Regions from separate parts of the Rattus norvegicus genome. Here region 1 is linked to region 2. Evidence: chromatin contacts called from public Hi-C data. All regions are on one chromosome and are shown on one strand. The core of a region is the stretch at or near the end of the contact, and the rest is flanking DNA. Distances in the headings are between cores, read along the strand shown. Region 1 has its middle 15 kb from the start of Rfc3. Region 2 overlaps LOC134481142 (a long non-coding RNA gene).

Region 1 (3,815 bases), core at 217-2,716, 72 kb after region 2:
AGTGTGCCGAGGAGGAAGAAAGAGTCCTCAAAGGTTATGTACTGAATGGTTCCATTTATATTATGATCTTATACGGACGGAACTCAGATTAATAGTTGCTGGAGGCTGAGGAGAGGGGGAGGGACAGTAGCATTTTGAAACCTCGGGTTGAGAGGATTATCCTTGTCACCTGACTGCAGCGGCGGTTAACTGAATTCACATCTTCGACAAAACTGCACACGGGCAAATATGCACACATACCGTTGTACACGCACGCACGCACGCGCATGCTCACAAATGACTGCAGGATTCCATTTCCCCCCAATAATTTCCCAATCTCAAGAGCTTTCATTGAATCACACCTGCACCATTTCTCTTGTCAGGAGAGGTAGCATGCGTATAGGTTTTTAAAGGTTGGCATGGGAAGTCTGGGTGGGCTATTATTCATGAATTGCTTTGGCCAACGCTTTATCACAACAACAGACTCCAAAGTAGGACACGTGCTTATACATAATTACATGAAAATTCTAATAGTCTTTTATTCAGGTTTTGATTGATTGCTTTCCCAACCCTTGAGGTGGGTCCCAGTTGGAAGACATTCTGTTAGACAACCAGCGTCTAATGGATGCCTTATTTCTAAGCAGAGTATGAAATTTCCAGATTGCTTTTGAGGGTGTCCACTTGGACTGCTACAGCAAAAGTGCCATGGGTTAAGTGACTTCCCACATAACTTTCATTTCTAACAGTTTTAAAACCTGGAAGTCCAAGGTCAAGATGCCAGTTGCTGGTTCAGGGATACCATCTTCTTGCTATAAATAGAAAATGGGCGAGAGAGTCCTCTGGGCTCCCTCCCATAACAGCACTAGTTGGGCACAGTGGGACATACCTTTATTCCTGGCACTCAGGAGGCAGAGGTAGATTTCTGTGAGTTCAAGGCCACTCTGGTCTACATAGCAAGTTCCGAACCAGGCTGGTTCAAAATACTAATTTCAGTCTGGTCACAGAGACAATAAGGATGCCGCCATACTGTAAGCTTATAAGATCAGGAGGAGCACAACGTCCAAAACTGTTGTAGCTAGAAGTTAAGATGTCCAATGAAGAACAGCTATATTAGAGGCTGGAGAGATAACTCAAGGGTTAAGAACACTAGCTGGTCTTGCCTGGATCAGTTTCCAGCACCCAAATGGAGGCTTACAACCACCCGTGACTTCAGTTTCAGGGGACCTGGTGTCCCTTCCGACATCCTCAGGCATGCAGATACAAGCAGGCAAAAACACTTGTACACGTAAAAATAAATCTAAAAAGAATTTTAACAGGAAAAGCTGTGTGCTTGTTCTGTGCACATTTTTAAGGTCTCAGATAGTTACAATGTTTCTGACTTTCCTTGGGAGAGAAAATTACAAAGGACAAAAGAATGTCTGTGATAGACATTCCTTCCCATTCTGCTCAGAGCTTCCAGAAGACATAGGGCAGTGTTACTCATCAAAACTTGAGAATAGCAAGCACTAGGAAAAGCCTCAGAATGGAGTCTCCAAAGGGAGAGGACAGACACATTCTTACACAATTATGAAATTCTTACACATGCCCACAAGGAACCAGGAAATGCAGATATAATTACACCAAAGAATGCAAAACAGCATCTTAGAGGTGATTTTGGACAGCATGTCTGGGTAGCAAAGAATATGGAAGTTTATAATTAATAAATATGTGTGACTGGGCCTAGTTTAGAGAGGTGGTTTGAAAGATGTAATGGAGAGATTTGGGGGTAGCAGCTAAGCTCAGACACTGGCTGTGGTGTTAATGTTGGCTGTGATGGCCCACCCGGGAAGAGAGAACCTCACCTGAGGAATTGCCTTCATCATATTGGTCTTCAGGCAGTCTGTGAGGCATTTTCTTGGTTGTTGATCGAGGTAGGAAGGCCCAGCCTCCTGAGCACTGCCACCCTAGGACATGTGGCCATGACATGAATGAGAGTCTCTTCCATGATGCATTTTCATATAAGGTGTTGTCTGAGTTACAAATCAAAATCTTGTTTAAACCTTGGTCAGTAATTCATAATCTGAATTATTATTGGACCAATCTGTGTTTTTCCTTCTTTCTGTCTGTTCTTTCTCTTCATTAAGCAAAAACAAGTTTTTCTTGTTCTGGTTCCTCTGGCATATTTAGTTGATGTCTTTTCAGGTTGAAACCTGAAGAAACAATGTAGTGTTTCATATATAATATTTTTTAAAAAACTTTAAAAAAGCAAAAAAAAAAAAAAATCACAGGCTGGGCAAGCCATGGGGACCAAATCAGTGAGCAATGTTCTCTGTTTCAATTCCTGCCTCCAGGTTCCTGTTTAAACTCCTGCCCTGGCTTCCCTGGGTGATGGACCCTAGGCCATAAGATGAAATAAACCTTTTCTTTCCCAAGTTGTGTTTGGTCAGTGTGGCTAATCACCTCAACGGAAAGCAAACTAAAACATGGACTTATTTGAATATTTAACTAAATACTAACTTTGGTGTGTGCCATCCATTAATTGGAAGCATTCATTTTTACTTTTCTGCAGAATGAATTAATTAGGTCTTCATCTAGTGATGGTGGTTGCAATGCATGTATATGTCTCAGATTGCATTTGCAAGAGCCACGTGTGTAAACCAAGTCTCCTAACCAATCTACTCAGAACGGAACATTGAGGTCACATTACATTAGCAAACGGAAATGGGAAGTAGAATTAATTAACCCGATAATATAAACTAGAGTAAACAAATGCCGCTTCAATTATCTGCTTCTCTGAGATGAGACTTTGGGGGCATGAATGATCAGAATTAAATTATTACATTATTACATCGTTACTGAATTCTCCACGGCTAACACAGACAAACTCTGATTTGGAAGTCAAATCACATTGCCACATAATGTAATTTCCTCTATCATCTGTCATGCTGTCTACCTATCTATCATCCATCAATCTATCTGTCTGATTGTCCATCTATCTTTATGTTTATTTGGGCCCAGTACTGCTGTGGAATCCACATGGGATTCGAGCAGGCTGAAGAGATTTTTACTGTTCTCAGAAAGGTTTTGTTGTTTGCAGCGGTGATGGCTCTAAACATCCCAATTCGGCGGTTTTTGAAAAATTTAGAAAGCGTTTGGCTGCAAATACACAGAACTGTTTGCTTAGAGGGTTGGGGATATGATCCTCCTTCTGCACCCCTGAATGATTGCCTCCACGCTCTTGCAGCTGTGAAATTGTTCAGACGTCCTAGGCCCTGTTTAAACTATGTTTGCAGAGATCGTACACACACACTGCTGAACACTTTGAATCCCCTCCGGATTGCTTACATGTGTGCGAGCAAGCACATGTGCACTGTATGCATGAGTAGGGGGTCTGTGTATGTATGTACAGGGTACACTCTGTGTGTAAGGCTATGTGTTGTATATGTGTAGGATTTGTGTATTTGTGAAGTGTTCACAAGTAAGTGTGTGTGTAGAGTATGAGTGTGTGTTCATGTGCAGATGTGTGTGTATGTGTGTATGTGTATGTGTGTGTGTGCAGGGGCATGTGTTTGTGTGGTATGCATGGGTAGGTGTGTGTAGAGTATGAGTGTGTATATGTGTGTGTTCATGTGCAGATGTGTGTGTGTGTGTGTGTGTAGGAGTGAGTGTGTTGTGTGCATGAGTAGGTGTATATGTAGAATATGAGTGTGTGTATGTGTGTTCATGTGCAGATGTGTGTGTGTGTGTGTGTGTGTGTGTGTGTGTGTGTGTAGGAGTGGGTGTGATTGCCCATGCATGTGCTTGTAGAAGTCAAAGGTCAACACTGGAGGTCTTCCTTTTGTCTTAAGACAGGGTCT
Region 2 (3,899 bases), core at 11-2,510:
ATGCAGTTGAAAGCAAATGATAATTTAAGAATTCTAAGTTCCTATATAAATCCTCCGAATAGGGAGAGCTGAAATGGACAGTTAGACAGAGGAACTGAAGGCACGCAATCATAATGAAATGTGCATAATTCACATGGATCAAGAAGACAAAAAGATTTATAAATGTGCATCCAGGTGATAACAAAGTGGGTCAATAAAGCAGTATGTTGAGCTCAGCCCTCAGAGGGTTTACACTGTACTCAAATATGAACAGTTCACTGCTAAAAGTAGTCCACACACTGAGTCATAACAAATCCAGTACATACAAAACATGGCAATATATTTTGACCTGTGTTAAAAATTAAAACCAAAATGTATCCCAAATTTCACAAATACTTGAAAATTTAAAAAGTTCATGGGACTGCTCTTCCAGAGGACCAGAGTTCAATGACCAGCACCCATACCATGGCTCACAACCACGTCTAACTCTAGTTCCAGGGATCCAACACCCCTAGAGGCCTCCTTGAGCGTTGTTCATACATAGTGCACATACACACATTTAGACAAAACAGCCATGCACAAGAAATAAAAACTAAAGGGTAAATGATTCAGTCACACCCAGTTCTCTGCTGCCCTTTTTGATTTCTCGGACCTGTTTGCCCACCCTGAACCTGTGCTGGGTACCCAACCAGGCTTCAAGGTGAATATCGCCGGGACCGGTGGCCTCAGGCAGAGCTACCAAGAGCCTACCCTATAGGGTAGTTCCGTGATAGTTTTGGTGGCTGCTAATAAAATCCAGCTGTTATTTTTTGCCGATTTACTTTTTATTCTGCATCTTACTTTTATACCCACTGCAGATCAAGACACAAGCAGGGTCAAAGGCAGTCGGTTTGTCTATCCTGGGCTGTTACGTAACAGCTCCAGCCAGTGGGACCCTTTATTGGCTCAGCAACCACGGAGGGGAGCCACTTAGGCTGCTGTCATTGAAAGTACACCATGGTATCAAATAAGACTTGTAGAGTCCGGGAGACAAGCAGGAGACTCTAAGAAAAGGCACACTGGCTTCTGCTCCACCCGCTGCCCTTTTGCGGGTGAGCTCTGGGTGAGTCCACAATGTCCCCCAGAGCTCTAGCGGGAGGGATGGCACTGTGAAGTGGGAGAGTCGCTGGTTCCCAGTGTAACTGATGTGGGTTTCCTGCTCTGTTCGTTCAGGGTATCCACTTTCCCTCACATAATCTGCCATTGTTCTCCCTGGTTCCTGTTTGATTTGGCAGGGCCAGCTGCTGGCTGTGCACTCGAGGCTCCTCATTCCGCTGTGCTAGACTCAGCTGAAACCCTTGCCTCCCCCCAACAGGAGCCAAATGCAGCATGAACGGTGACATTTCTGCTCACCAGGAAAACATAAAGAAATCCCAATGAAGCAAGAAGGTAGACAAAATCCTTTCCAGCAATTGAACAAAAAGGGTATTTTTGGTTTTTTTCTTTTTTTTTTTTTTGCATCTAAGTTTTATGGAAGTCAATTCTCCGACTCTCTGCTGGACTTTCAAACCTCCCTTTCTTTGTCCCACATAATTTAAACACACTTAGCTATTCTGAGGGCGGGCCCATATTTGCACGGCAACCATGGTTGGAGGATGTCGTTGAATTTGAAAGGCAGCACTTCCTCGTCGGGTACATAAATTCCAATGAAGGTTCCGAGGAGTGTGCCAGTGGCGGCCGTGTTTGACAGTCAGACAAGAAGGTCATTTATCCCAAAAGACTTTGAATCCATGCCCAGAGTCAAATGTAATCTTTTTATAAAACTCACGAGGCTTGGAATAAAAAGTTAACTGACTCAGCGCCCTGCTCGTTAGGGAGTAGGAAGGCTTCGGAGTGGAGAGAGAGCTAAAGAGCTTGAGCATGTCGGATGACTTCTTTATGGGGTCACCCATGATATTTTTTAATGAGTCTTGTGTAAAAGTTTATATTGCTTGTTGAGGGTTGAAAATACCATCTCTTTATGAAAATTCCCATTTCCTAGGAAGAAAATAGAGAAGGAAAAAAATAAAATGGGATATAGGAAGCCTGTGGGATAGGACTTTAAAGACCCAGTACATCATTGAATCAGTAAATGAACTAACGAGTGAGTTTAGTGCCAGCAAGAGACCCCTCCATAGTTTCATCCCCAGGTTCCTGCCTCCTTCGATGATACACTATCACCTGCAAGTCGAAGCAAAACCTTTCTTCCCAACTTGTTTCTGGTCGTGGTGTCTATCACAGGAACAGAAAGCAAACTGTAACATTGCTGGTGCCGGGGAGGTCACAGACCTCAGGAGCCATTCACTGTTGCTGTTTTGCCAAGTAGACGTGCTCCCATCGCCTCCTAAACACTCATGCTCATGTGCATAGATCAGTGACACTCTCACTGATGCTCAGGGTGGCTCATGGCCACAGGAGGGAGTGAACGCAGAGACTCACACCTGGTCAAAGTGTCCAGCCGGGGGAAGGGCGAAGTGCTTGCCCCTCTCTCAAGGTCCAGGGAGCATTATGGAAGAACAGGTCAGGGAGACCCTAAGAGCCAGAGGCTAGGGATGTCTGCCTTTAAAAAGATGTCTTCCGGACAAGACCTGGCTGCTGTAGTCATGAACTCACTATGAAAGATTGAGGAGTGCTCCTGAGAACCTACTGACAGTGAACCCCTCTCTGAGGGGCCACTGAAAGTTAATGGTTGCTGTGGGTAATGTTTCTGTGCTTAGGCTCCAGTAAATACCCTTCCAGCCTTGCTCATGTAAATTCAATGACTCACACACCAAAAAGAAGACATGAAATTGGAGGGTAGTTGCTGAGGAGTTCAGGCAGGAAGAGGAAAGGGGGTGTGAGGATAGCAGGGAGTGAAAAGACTAGAATTTATTATATATGTCTATGAAACTGTCCAAGAATAAAAAATAATTTTTTAAAAAATTCAACAGCAATCCCTTTGAGTGTTTTCTATCGCTCAACACTAAAGGTAGAAACAGATTTTGCTATCAGAAAAATGTCACTGTACTGAATACCAATTCCCAGAATAGTGTAGAACAAGGTTGAAGCCAGGCTGTGCCTCCAGGCTGGGTAGTGAGAGGACCGCCCACCCGTTTCCCAGAAGAGCCTCACAGTGCATCCTCCGAGGAAGAGAAACCTTTTACATAAATACACCTTTAGGACAACACCACATTCTAGCTTCTGGGAGGCCGAGCACTGTAAATTCAGTGTCAGAGATGCCATCCTGACATCTATGTGTCACCCTGCGCTCACAAAGAAAGGACTTTCTGCGGGGTCTGTATTTAACCTTGTCTGCAAACAGCTCTGTGAGGGAATGAGTTACTTATAGTTGAGTGCTATTCAGACCAACAGACACGTGATATAGATCTGTATCCTCCTCAAGTCTTTGACTTCACTTAAACAAGTCTTGATGCTGTCAGTGCTAAGTGAATGATCTTAACGTGAGTCCCACTGAGCCATCGTTTTTCGTTCAGGGCCATCGCTATTTGCATATTCGTGTTATTGATGATGTGTTATATTATTTAACACTTGCTAACTCTGTAGTGGAAGCCACATCAAGGATATTAAAAATACATTTCTCGCCAGGATTAGATTTTATTTTATAAGGTAGTAGAAGGGAAGAACGAAGAAAGAGAAGGAAGGAAGGATGACTGAGGGAGAGGAGTAAACAGGGAGGGAAGGAAGGGGATCATCAGAGAGAGAGGAAGACTGAAATGTACAACTGCTTTTTTTTTCTTTGTATGAGGCTCAGGGCCAAACTCATGGTATGATGCTGCCCACATTTAGAGTGGGTCTTCCCACCTCAATTAATATAGTCTAGAAACTCTCTCTCTCTCAGACATGCCCAGAGGCTTCTCTCCAAGGTGATTTTAAAGCCAGTCAAGTTGACATTCAACATTACC

Evidence for each region. Hi-C and Micro-C count contacts between places; a contact is called where the count stands out from the background.
Region 1: a Hi-C map of Schwann cells shows a contact between it and region 2, with 3 times the contacts expected there. The contact joins two enhancer-like sites. A contact is called at or near these places in 6 of 12 Hi-C or Micro-C datasets (the Rat2 cell line, Schwann cells, frontal cortex and 3 more) and 1 of 1 datasets of contacts at active chromatin or transcription factors (oligodendrocytes).

The regions. Positions count from the first base shown.
Region 1 is chr12:5,820,120-5,823,934 of GRCr8, forward strand. No RefSeq gene overlaps it. Among named protein-coding and RNA genes, the nearest start is that of Rfc3, 15 kb to the right of the region's middle. Within about 2 kb of position 1,467, at least 12 of the 93 cell types and tissues checked have an H3K27ac peak or open chromatin away from gene starts, as enhancers often do. A contact at or near this core is called in Schwann cells, where this site is marked.
Region 2 is chr12:5,748,516-5,752,414 of GRCr8, forward strand. It overlaps LOC134481142 (a long non-coding RNA gene), which reads left to right. Exons shown (of 2, transcript XR_010056434.1): 2 at 1-2,919. It also overlaps a transcript of Stard13 not described here. Among named protein-coding and RNA genes, the nearest start is that of Rfc3, 86 kb to the right of the region's middle. Within about 2 kb of position 1,261, at least 40 of the 93 cell types and tissues checked have an H3K27ac peak or open chromatin away from gene starts, as enhancers often do. A contact at or near this core is called in Schwann cells, where this site is marked.